Regions from separate parts of the Mus musculus genome. Here all the other regions are linked to region 1. The links are chromatin contacts, called in public Hi-C and HiChIP or PLAC-seq maps. All regions are on one chromosome and are shown on one strand. The core of a region is the stretch at or near the end of the contact, and the rest is flanking DNA. Distances in the headings are between cores, read along the strand shown.

The links. A called contact is a pair of places that touch in the nucleus more often than the background predicts. HiChIP or PLAC-seq counts read pairs in DNA pulled down with a chosen protein or histone mark.
Region 2: a Hi-C map of cerebral cortex shows a contact between it and region 1, with 1.9 times the contacts expected there. The contact joins two enhancer-like sites. A contact is called at or near these places in 1 of 15 datasets of contacts at CTCF or cohesin (the NIH/3T3 cell line), 8 of 484 Hi-C or Micro-C datasets (bone marrow-derived macrophages, cerebral cortex, cortical neurons and 2 more), 7 of 115 datasets of contacts at active chromatin or transcription factors (bone marrow-derived macrophages, double positive thymocytes, embryonic basal ganglia and 3 more) and 1 of 9 other capture datasets (embryonic stem cells).
Region 3: an H3K27ac HiChIP or PLAC-seq map of embryonic fibroblasts shows a contact between it and region 1, with 13 read pairs. The contact joins two enhancer-like sites. A contact is called at or near these places in 1 of 15 datasets of contacts at CTCF or cohesin (the NIH/3T3 cell line), 1 of 484 Hi-C or Micro-C datasets (the MC3T3-E1 cell line) and 6 of 115 datasets of contacts at active chromatin or transcription factors (the NIH/3T3 cell line, bone marrow-derived macrophages, cardiomyocytes and 3 more).

What each region holds. Positions count from the first base shown.
Region 1 is chr16:13,370,621-13,373,636 of GRCm38.p6, reverse strand. The region is part of intron 3 of Mrtfb (myocardin related transcription factor B); the gene reads right to left. Among named protein-coding and RNA genes, the nearest start is that of Gm15738, 50 kb to the left of the region's middle. Within about 2 kb of position 1,441, at least 199 of the 459 cell types and tissues checked have an H3K27ac peak or open chromatin away from gene starts, as enhancers often do. A contact at or near this core is called in the NIH/3T3 cell line, bone marrow-derived macrophages, cerebral cortex and 4 more, where this site is marked.
Region 2 is chr16:13,204,583-13,207,598 of GRCm38.p6, reverse strand. No RefSeq gene overlaps it. Among named protein-coding and RNA genes, the nearest start is that of Gm32596, 47 kb to the right of the region's middle. Within about 2 kb of position 1,623, at least 67 of the 459 cell types and tissues checked have an H3K27ac peak or open chromatin away from gene starts, as enhancers often do. A contact at or near this core is called in cerebral cortex, liver and pancreatic cancer cells, where this site is marked.
Region 3 is chr16:13,239,070-13,242,085 of GRCm38.p6, reverse strand. No RefSeq gene overlaps it. Among named protein-coding and RNA genes, the nearest start is that of Mrtfb, 16 kb to the left of the region's middle. Within about 2 kb of position 1,530, at least 72 of the 459 cell types and tissues checked have an H3K27ac peak or open chromatin away from gene starts, as enhancers often do. A contact at or near this core is called in the NIH/3T3 cell line, bone marrow-derived macrophages, embryonic fibroblasts and 1 more, where this site is marked.

The sequences.
Region 1 (3,016 bases), core at 192-2,691:
CCATCTTGCAAATGTGAAGGCAAAAGATGAATCCACGTGAAGTGAAATTCTGGTGTGAAAGCAGCTCAAGCACACACAAACTGTACACTTACATCTTTCACAAAGCAAAACCACAGAGCTAGGAAAGCAAAATCGAACTCACATTTGAACAGTTTATTTTTTGGAAACAAGGAACTAAAGCAATTTATTACACTGTCCCCCGAGAAGTCCCTAAACACAGAACAGAGCTTAACCCTGTGGTTCCTAAAGGAAGTGCTGACATGCACTGGTATACTTCATACAAGAAGCACTGTATCCGCTGTGAAAGCCCCAATCGCAGTGTATGAATCCCAAATACTGTGCATGTACAAAGCGCCCTGCCGAAGGTGGCAGACGAGGGTACAGTCCACCTGCTCATGCATGGTTCACATCTTTCTCTAAGCAGTCTGTGTCCTGAGTCATATGAAACAGGGAAATATGAAAAAGAAAGAGAACCAAAGGGGAAAACAATGGCTGCACACTGGCACAGCCTCTGGTTCTGCTTTGCACTCTGTTGTGTTGTCATAGTCTACACAGTGATGAGACTGCAACGTAGTCTCAGCTGTAGGCTGTATCTGCTAATGGTGCCACACAGCTCTCAGTAGCCACCATTTATTGCTTGCTTGTTTCCAATGTTTGCATAATGATATTCTGGTGGGGTTTTGTACATAAACTTTATTCCTCATTTCCTAAATTTAAATTTCTAGACAGGAGGGTGCCTTGATGGTCTCTGCACACAGCATGACTGCAGGGTAGTAGGAGTAGTCTGTGTGCACAGCATCATGTTTTAAAGTTGCATCAGGTAAGTGAGATCATGAACAACTTTCTGTTGCCTCCATCACGGTGAAAGATTTACTTACTGACTCTGAGGTGCCTGCCGTGTCTCACGCGCTCTCAGGGCTAGTATTCATGAGCTTTCCTATGAATTTTTACAAGGAGACAGATTTTGAAATTTTAATTTAAAACTTCTTGTTAAAAACCACAAAACCCAAATTGTGTTAATTAGAAATGTTTTGAACTTGCTCTATTTTTGTCAAATAAAAAAAATTTATCTTAATTGCTACTATGAAAAAGGGTAGGTGATCTAGTGATTAACCTGTGTCTGGTGAACGTGGCAAATATTTTGGTATTAAAAGTGTCTTAGTTACTTTTCCTTGCTTCCTAAATAGTTGAAGATAATAAAATTAAGATTAATATCTAACACAGAAGATCTTACATATAATAACTTACACAATACTTATATAAAATTTCAGCTTTTCAAGTTAAAATGACCAGTATTGAAAATTTCACTTTAAAAGTATATTAATCACAAAGAACAGTTGGCATGAGCTGAGCAAGCCAACACGAAGCACAGCTCTGGCTTAGTGTGAGGGACACTGAGCAGTGTGTTACAAAACAAGTGGAAAGGACACTGGGAAACAGGATGGCTCGTAGCCAGGGCCTGGAGATGCTGACTCATCACGCTGCAGGGCTGGGTGTAAGAGGAGGGGGCGGGGGAGCGGGGGAACTTGCAGCAGGCTTCGAGGCAGAGGCAGGAGCCAGGATTGGTTATTTAACTGTAGCGCAAGGGTGAGGCAAACTGCAGGTTCATGAGGGGTGAGGAGATCCTGAAAACCATAACCCAAAGCCAAGCAGTCTCATCTAGGCTGGGCGAGCTGGGGTGAGAGTAGACGGAAATGAGACCACGCCTCAGAACTGATGATCTACTGACAGAACAAGGTGCAGGGCAATAAGCAGACCTTGGTTTCAGCTTCTTCCAAACAGATGTTGGAGTAATTAAGATAGTCAAATGGTTGGGCTCGTCTGAGCAGGATGCAGTGAGGGGCCTGACTGTACAAAGCAAGGCAGTCCACAGAAATGTATCTCCTGGGTTGGGCATGGAGGGTCAAGTTGGCTCATGTCTAATATCTGTCTATCAAGCAGTTTAGTGGCCAAATGAGATTTGCTACAGGCAAATCATAGCAAGAAAAATGTATACTGAAGAGGTAAAGTGACAAATTATTCTACTTTCCTTCAAAACGAATGTTTAAACTGGTGATGACTACTAGTATTTTACTTCCACTATTACTTCAATCATGAAACTGTAAAACTAGGAAAAAGCCTTCCTCAGAGATTCCCTCATTAATTTTATGTTTTAAATATCAAATTATGTATCTGTGTGTGGGTTGGTGGGTATACATGTGTACAGACGCCACGGAGGCCACAGCTGTTGGATCTCAGGACCTAGAGTTTGCAGGCAGCCATGAGCCGACAATGTGGGTGCTGAGAACTTACCTCAGGCCCTCTGGTGTGAGTACAGGGTGCTAACTTTCCAGATTTCTTTGCTGGGAAGATTTACTTTTCAGTCACAGGGGAAGAAGTTAGTTCAGGGGCTTCCTTCTGAGCTCAGGCCTCAGAAAAAGACCCCTGCCTGTGATGCTAGTACCTTGATGTAAGTATCACATTTTATATAAAAGTTTCCTACTTATTTGTTGAAATTAAAGTGAAGGTGTGCATAATGGCTAGTAAGAAGAATGGGAGATCCATTCTATTTTATCCAGACTTCCTGTCCCCTGTCACTGCTGTGAGAGCCCCATGGTGTCAGAAAATGTCTTCTGAGCATCCTATTAAAAGTAAATACAAAGGATGCAAAGAAACACACAGCACAGGGCTGTATTAGTCATGGAGTTTGTGAGCTGGCTTTAAAAAGTGAAATCTAGCTCTTCTCCTTCACTTAGTACTTGTACTGCAAGGCCTCTTGTTACTAAACAGGGATGGTTAAGAGTCTTATTCAGTTTGGTAGCATCTTTTGATGATGCAGTTGTAGATTAACTTTCTAATAATAGATTTAGCATCCTGACAGAATCATTTTGCAGTCTAACGATAGTACCAATATATACTGTCAGGAAGTATGAGAGCCTGTCTTTAACTGTTTCATGATGTGTACCACCATGTTTTAATAAATTAAAAAACAAAAACTGCCTTCATCTACCTAACCACATGGTGACCTCATGTCAAA
Region 2 (3,016 bases), core at 374-2,873, 170 kb after region 1:
CTCTGTGTGCAGGTCTAATAGAAGTTCATGGTTGCACTGATACAGGTGAGCATAGAACTTCCTGGAAGGTCCCACTGATGCAGTGACTGTGTTCATCAACTGATGATGGAAACAAGGGTCATTAAACGGGCTTATTCACTATAATGATAAAATGTAAAATAATAAATAACATATAAAATATATTAATATAATATATTGATAAATATCAATACTTTATATATTAAAATATAATACATAAATGAATATAAACTAGTACATAATATAAAATCTAATAAGTTAATAATTATTAATTATTTATTATTAGTAAATAGAAAATAATATATAAAATAATACATGCAATTTTAAAATGTATTAATATATGGTACACATATAATATATGAATATATAATTGATAATAAATAGAAAATATATAACTTAATATAAAATATAAATATATTAATGTATAATAAACTGATATCTATAAAACATAAAGTAACAATATAAAGTATGAATATGTTAATGTACAATAAACTGATACCTATAAAATATAAAGTAACATAATATAAAATATAGATATCTATTAATATAAAATATATTAAAGAATGGAAAATATAAAGTTATATATAATATACAAAATAATGACCTAGTCATGAATTTGCTATATTGTTCACTAAAAGACTGTGTGTCAGGAATCCAGGCCAAGCTCCTCTCTGCTGGAGCCTGGACTGCGGGTTCCAGAGCCTCCTCAGGCGTGTTCACCTGTACACAGGACATGGACACATGTACATGCACACATGCAGGGGGGCTGGGGAGGAGAGAATCAGAGTGAGAGAGAGTTTCCAGAAGCATTTACTCCCATGACCAACGCTGACATCATGAGAAGGCCTGAGGCAGTGTCAGGTTCCAAACCTCCATTACTAGATGGCCACCTTGCTCCTCCTTATCTGCGTGCTCCCCATCCCCCACTCTACCGCCCATCCCCCTAGTTGAGAAACACTATGACCTATTTAACACGCATCTAGAAAGTGGCCTGCTAGGTGTTCTTGGCCCTAGGGAAGGGCTCTAAAGGTACCTAATGCTGGGACCCTTTAATACAGGTCCTCATGTGCTGACTGCAACCATAAAGTTATTGTGTTGCTACTTCATAACTGTAATTTTGCTACTGTTATGAATCATAATGTAAATATCTGATATGTAGAATATTTGATATGTGATCCCTGTGAAAGGGTCATTTAACCTCCCCAAAGGGGTTGCAACCCACGAACTGAGAAACACTGGCCTAGGAGAATAAGGGGTGTGCTCATGGTTGGGGTATCATCCTGGTAGAGACAAACAAAAGAAAAACCAAATCATGTCAAATGCTGTCGAGCTGTATTCAAAACACAACCCTACAGCAACCACCATGGACTGCACCTGCTGGAGGCAAAGTCAGAGGTTCTGGACAAGGACTCGGTTCCCATGACCAGAGTCCTCAGGAGTGGGAAAATCGGCAGTGGCTGCAACTTGAGAGCAGTCACTATCTGAAGGCCATGGAGACCTGCCCTTTGCCCCCAGATTCAATCACAAAGCAAAGCAGATGTTGCCTTAATAGTTTTCCAGTCCAGTAGCCAAGAGCAAACAAATGATGTCATCCATGTGGTTGTGTTTAAAGACAGGGTTACATACAGCTCAAGGCCGGCAACCCTGCCTGCTGCTGGAGCCGTGATCTTGGCTGAGTTAACTGTAGATGAGGACTTTTAAATTCAGCCAGATCTGCCAGAGGAATCCAGTGTTCTCAATGCTTTCTTTCCCTTGTTCTCTATAAGACTCCAGCCTGCCATTGGTTTTAAGATGCATCTGGGCATGGTAGTGCACACCTTTAATCCCAGCATTCCGAAGGTAGAGGCAGCGAGTTCCAGGATGGCCAGGGCTAGGTGGAGAACTCCTGTCTCAAACAAACAAAAACAAAACAAGTGCTAGGTACAGTACATAAAGTAGTTTGCTGTTTAGACCTGATCATTGCAGAAAGGTTTCCATTACCCTAAGGGAGTCAGACTTTAAAACATAACCTGGCTCAGCAGCTCGAGGCCCTTGCCACTCAAGCCGGATGAACTGTGAGTGTGCAGTCTGTAGAACCCATAGGGGGTTAGGGGTAGAGAGAACATGAGTGCTGAGGGATTGCCACTTTGTTGATTGAATCATCTGCCTGGCTTTTTAATTGCAGTTGATTAGTGTCCAGTCTCTTGGAGACTGAATTTATCCAACAAGACATAGTGTGCGCAGGCACGCCTCCATCAGGCTCCCTTATCCATGCCTGAGAGCCAAGGCCTCTACAGTCTACCAGACCATCCAGTATCTCTGGGTTCACGTACAAGTTCTAAGACATGGAGAATGTGTTCTCAGTGCACTTCCTCATATCTCAGGCTTCATCCTGGCCTGCTCACCACTGGCAGTTCCCAGAGGAGCAAGGGTGGGCGGTGGCGAGGCTGGAAGGCTGATTTTAGCTCTGCTTTGGGACTTCTTGAATCATCTTCAATGGGAAGCTGGAAAGACCAGAGAAGAGCAGATTAAACCCATTCCATCTAAAAGAGCTCACTCCGGGGGTGCTGGGAAGATGGCTTAATGTGAAGTACTTGCTTCACAAACATAAAGACCTGAATCTGAATGCCTACATCACCAGCAAGACAGCTTAGTGGGTAAAATGTTTGCTAGCAAGCCTAACTACCTTTGCTTGATCCCTAGGGACCCACAGAGTAGAAGGAGAGAACCAACTCCCATACATTGTCTCCTGACCTCCACGTGGGTACTGTGGCGCGCATGTGCGCGCAAACTCTCTCTCTCTCTCTCTCTCTCTCTCTCTCTCTCTCTCTCTCTCTCTCACACACACACACACACACACACACACACACACACAAGAAATGAAAGAATTAACTCAGATGCATAGGAGTGGGTGGTGCACTTCTGCAGTCATACTCTTGGGAGACAAAGACAGGAGAGTTCCTAACCTGGGCCAGCCTGAGTTCAGGTCAGCTTCACTATAGAGTAAGATCTTGTAATA
Region 3 (3,016 bases), core at 281-2,780, 130 kb after region 1:
TGTGTATGTATGCATGTATGTATGTCCTGAATGTCTGTGTGCCTCTTCCTTTGTGTGTGTGCTGGGAATCATTGCAAGGGAACTTCTGTGTGAGAGAAGACAACTAAGTTTCTGCACATGTCAGAGGGAGTGCAAGAAGCCAACCTAGATAGGAGGGAACAGAGAGCTGGGTGGGAATGGAAGGCTCTTGGGATCCAATGACCTCTTTGCGTTGTTGTTTGGAATTTCCCCAAGAATGGGAACAGGGTGTGGGTGGCAGGTGGAGTCAGTGCTTTCTAGAGACTTCAGAGGGCGTGTTGGCACCAGCTTACATTATTTCTCACTGTTTCACAGCTGTGGAAACTGAGTCTAGCGGGTAATGTTTTCATAAACTGAAGAGGAGCTGCCAACTGCTGAGCCAGCAGAAGCATCTGGCGGGCCAGAGCACACTGACGGGGCAGCGAGAGAGTCCCCTCTCTTTCCCAGTTGCATACATGCATTCAGGTGGTGGGCAGATGGACAGATGGACGTGCTTACAGAGGCTGGGGCACTGCCTAAGTTAATGTTACTCCATCTTTCCTCCCTCTCCCTCTCCCCCCACCCCCTTAATGAAACAAATCCTCTCACTGGTCTAGAGTTTGTCAGGTAGACTAGGCAGCTAGCAAGCTATAAGGAACTGTCTGTTTTTGTTTCCCTGGCATTAAGGATTTAAATGCCTAGCATTTTTTTTTTTTTTTTTAATGTGGGACCTGAGGATCTTTGTACTTGCAAGGCAAACACTTTTCCCCCTGAGATATTTCTCCAACCTGTGCCAACTCTGCTTTTAACTTTTAATTTTGGATAAATGTGAGGCACACAAGTGGGGACTAGGCAGAGGACTCACTTCACAACCTGAAACCTGACTTCCCCTCCCAGCCCAGCACAAAGCAGGAAAAGTAGTGGATGCCTGTTATCTGAGCACTGGAGAGGTGGGGGCAGAAGGTTTACAAGTCTGGGGTCATCTTCATCTTCAGTTCTAATGTGTTCCAGGCCAGCCTAGTCTACCTGAGACTCAGGGTGGGTCTCAAAAAAGATTAAAAAGAAAAAATGGAGTAAAGTTACAAAAGCAATACACCAGTTTCTCTTCTTGCTAGATCTAAGTGTTAATACTTTTATGATATTTTTCTTCTCTGGGTACCTCTCTTTCAGTGTCCATTTATATTTATTTATTTATTCGTGTGCAACTAGATCGCCATTTTTTAAGAAAAGCATTGAGGGCCAGCAAGATGGCACAGCAGGTAAAAGTGCTTGCCTGGAAGCCTAGTGAGCTGAGTGTGACTCCTGGATTTCAGTGAAAGGACAGAACAACTCCCAGACGTGTAAGCCGACCTCCACATTTGCACACCACATGTGTAGACACCCAGACCATAAGCAGTAACTATACACTGTAATTAAGTTACTTTTTAAATGAATTGAGGATAATTTGCCAATACTGTGATTGTTTATTCTGTTCTTACGTGTTTCATGTGTTTGCTAAGAGCAAGGGCACGTCTGAATATAACCACACAAAGTTATGTAATGCAGACAGACGCCTCCCAGTGACTTAACTCACAGTCCACATGTCGAGCTTGTCAGCTGTCCTAATAAGGCCATCTGAGTCATTTTCATATCTTTTTTCTGATTCAGAATCATACTGTGTTTTCTTTTCAAATTCTTTTAACCTAATTCCTCAGGTCTTCATGATGCTGATTAAACTCTGTTTTTAAGAGCGTGAAAGCAAGCGTCAGGCACAGGACCTCGGGTGGCTGTGACACTCAGCAGTGGAATAACTGGTTTTCTTTTATGAGACTTTATCTTCAGCAGTCTTCATTTATCAGAAGTCGCATTGGTTTGTTCAATAGGGGAGCCATAAGTGGCCTTGGTTTTAATTTTACTTTATGTTTTATTGTTTTTATTTGTGTGTTTTTGCAGGGCTAGGAATGGAGCACAGGGGTTCACTCTGGCTCAGTAAGCACTCTACTCACAGTCTGTCTTTCCTTCTTACTTTTTTTTGTCTTCATTTAAAAAGTGAAGTCATTTGCAGAGATATATTAAGGGAGGGGAGGGGGAAGGGGAATCTAATCCAAGTATATTACACACTGTATGAAAATGTCACAATGAAACCCATTATTTGACACAATTAATATGTGCTAATGAAAAAAAGGAATTAATTTAGAGCAAAATATTAGGGAAACAGTGGAATAGGCATTTAGATCCAGTGCAGGTTTTCTCAACATCAGAGCTACTGGCATTTGGGGCCAGGTCATTCTGTGTCATGGGTCACCCTGTGCCCTGTGAGGAAACAGCAGCAGCGTGGTCACTTCTCTCTAGTTACAGCTGAAGTAGAATGTGTCTTCAAACATTGCCAAGTGTCCCCTGAGAGGCGGAGTCACCCATCAAGAGCCAGTGCTCCAGCCAGAATCATGAGCAGAGCCAATGGCAACAGGTGGGGATCTTGGAGCAGGCACTTTGCTCTTGCATGGTTCAGCTCAAGCCTAGGAAGTGTCTCCATCATGCCTGGCCCTGCATAAGGTCCTGAGGAGAGTAGGAGCTACCCTGGCATAAAAAGGGGAGTGGAATGGGCGGGGGTTTCCAAGAGAGAAAACCCAAAAGGAAGGTACTGGGGAGAACTACACCTTCAGCTGCAATCATTTTTCAGAGCCTCTTGTCTCCCAGTACTCTTCTACCTCAATACCACTTCTTAAACTGTGAGTGGGTCCTGCCAGCACATAACAGAAAACCTCTAGGTCTGCTCCACCACCTGGATCCCTCCCTGTCTGAATGTCACCGTACAATCTGCGGCTGTGTTCCCTTCTGTGACCTTGTTCTGTCGCTTGTGGCTTTCAGGCCTCCAGGCCTGTACTTCCCTCTCTGAGAGACACCCTCTTCTCTCTGTTCCTACTTGCTTCCAAATGAGGGTTTGTGCACTGTACCCTACTCCGTGTAGAAGCTCTGTTCCTGATCCTTGCAGTGAGCCTGGCTCCCAGTCACAGGGCCTTTGTTCAGAGTCACCTCCCCT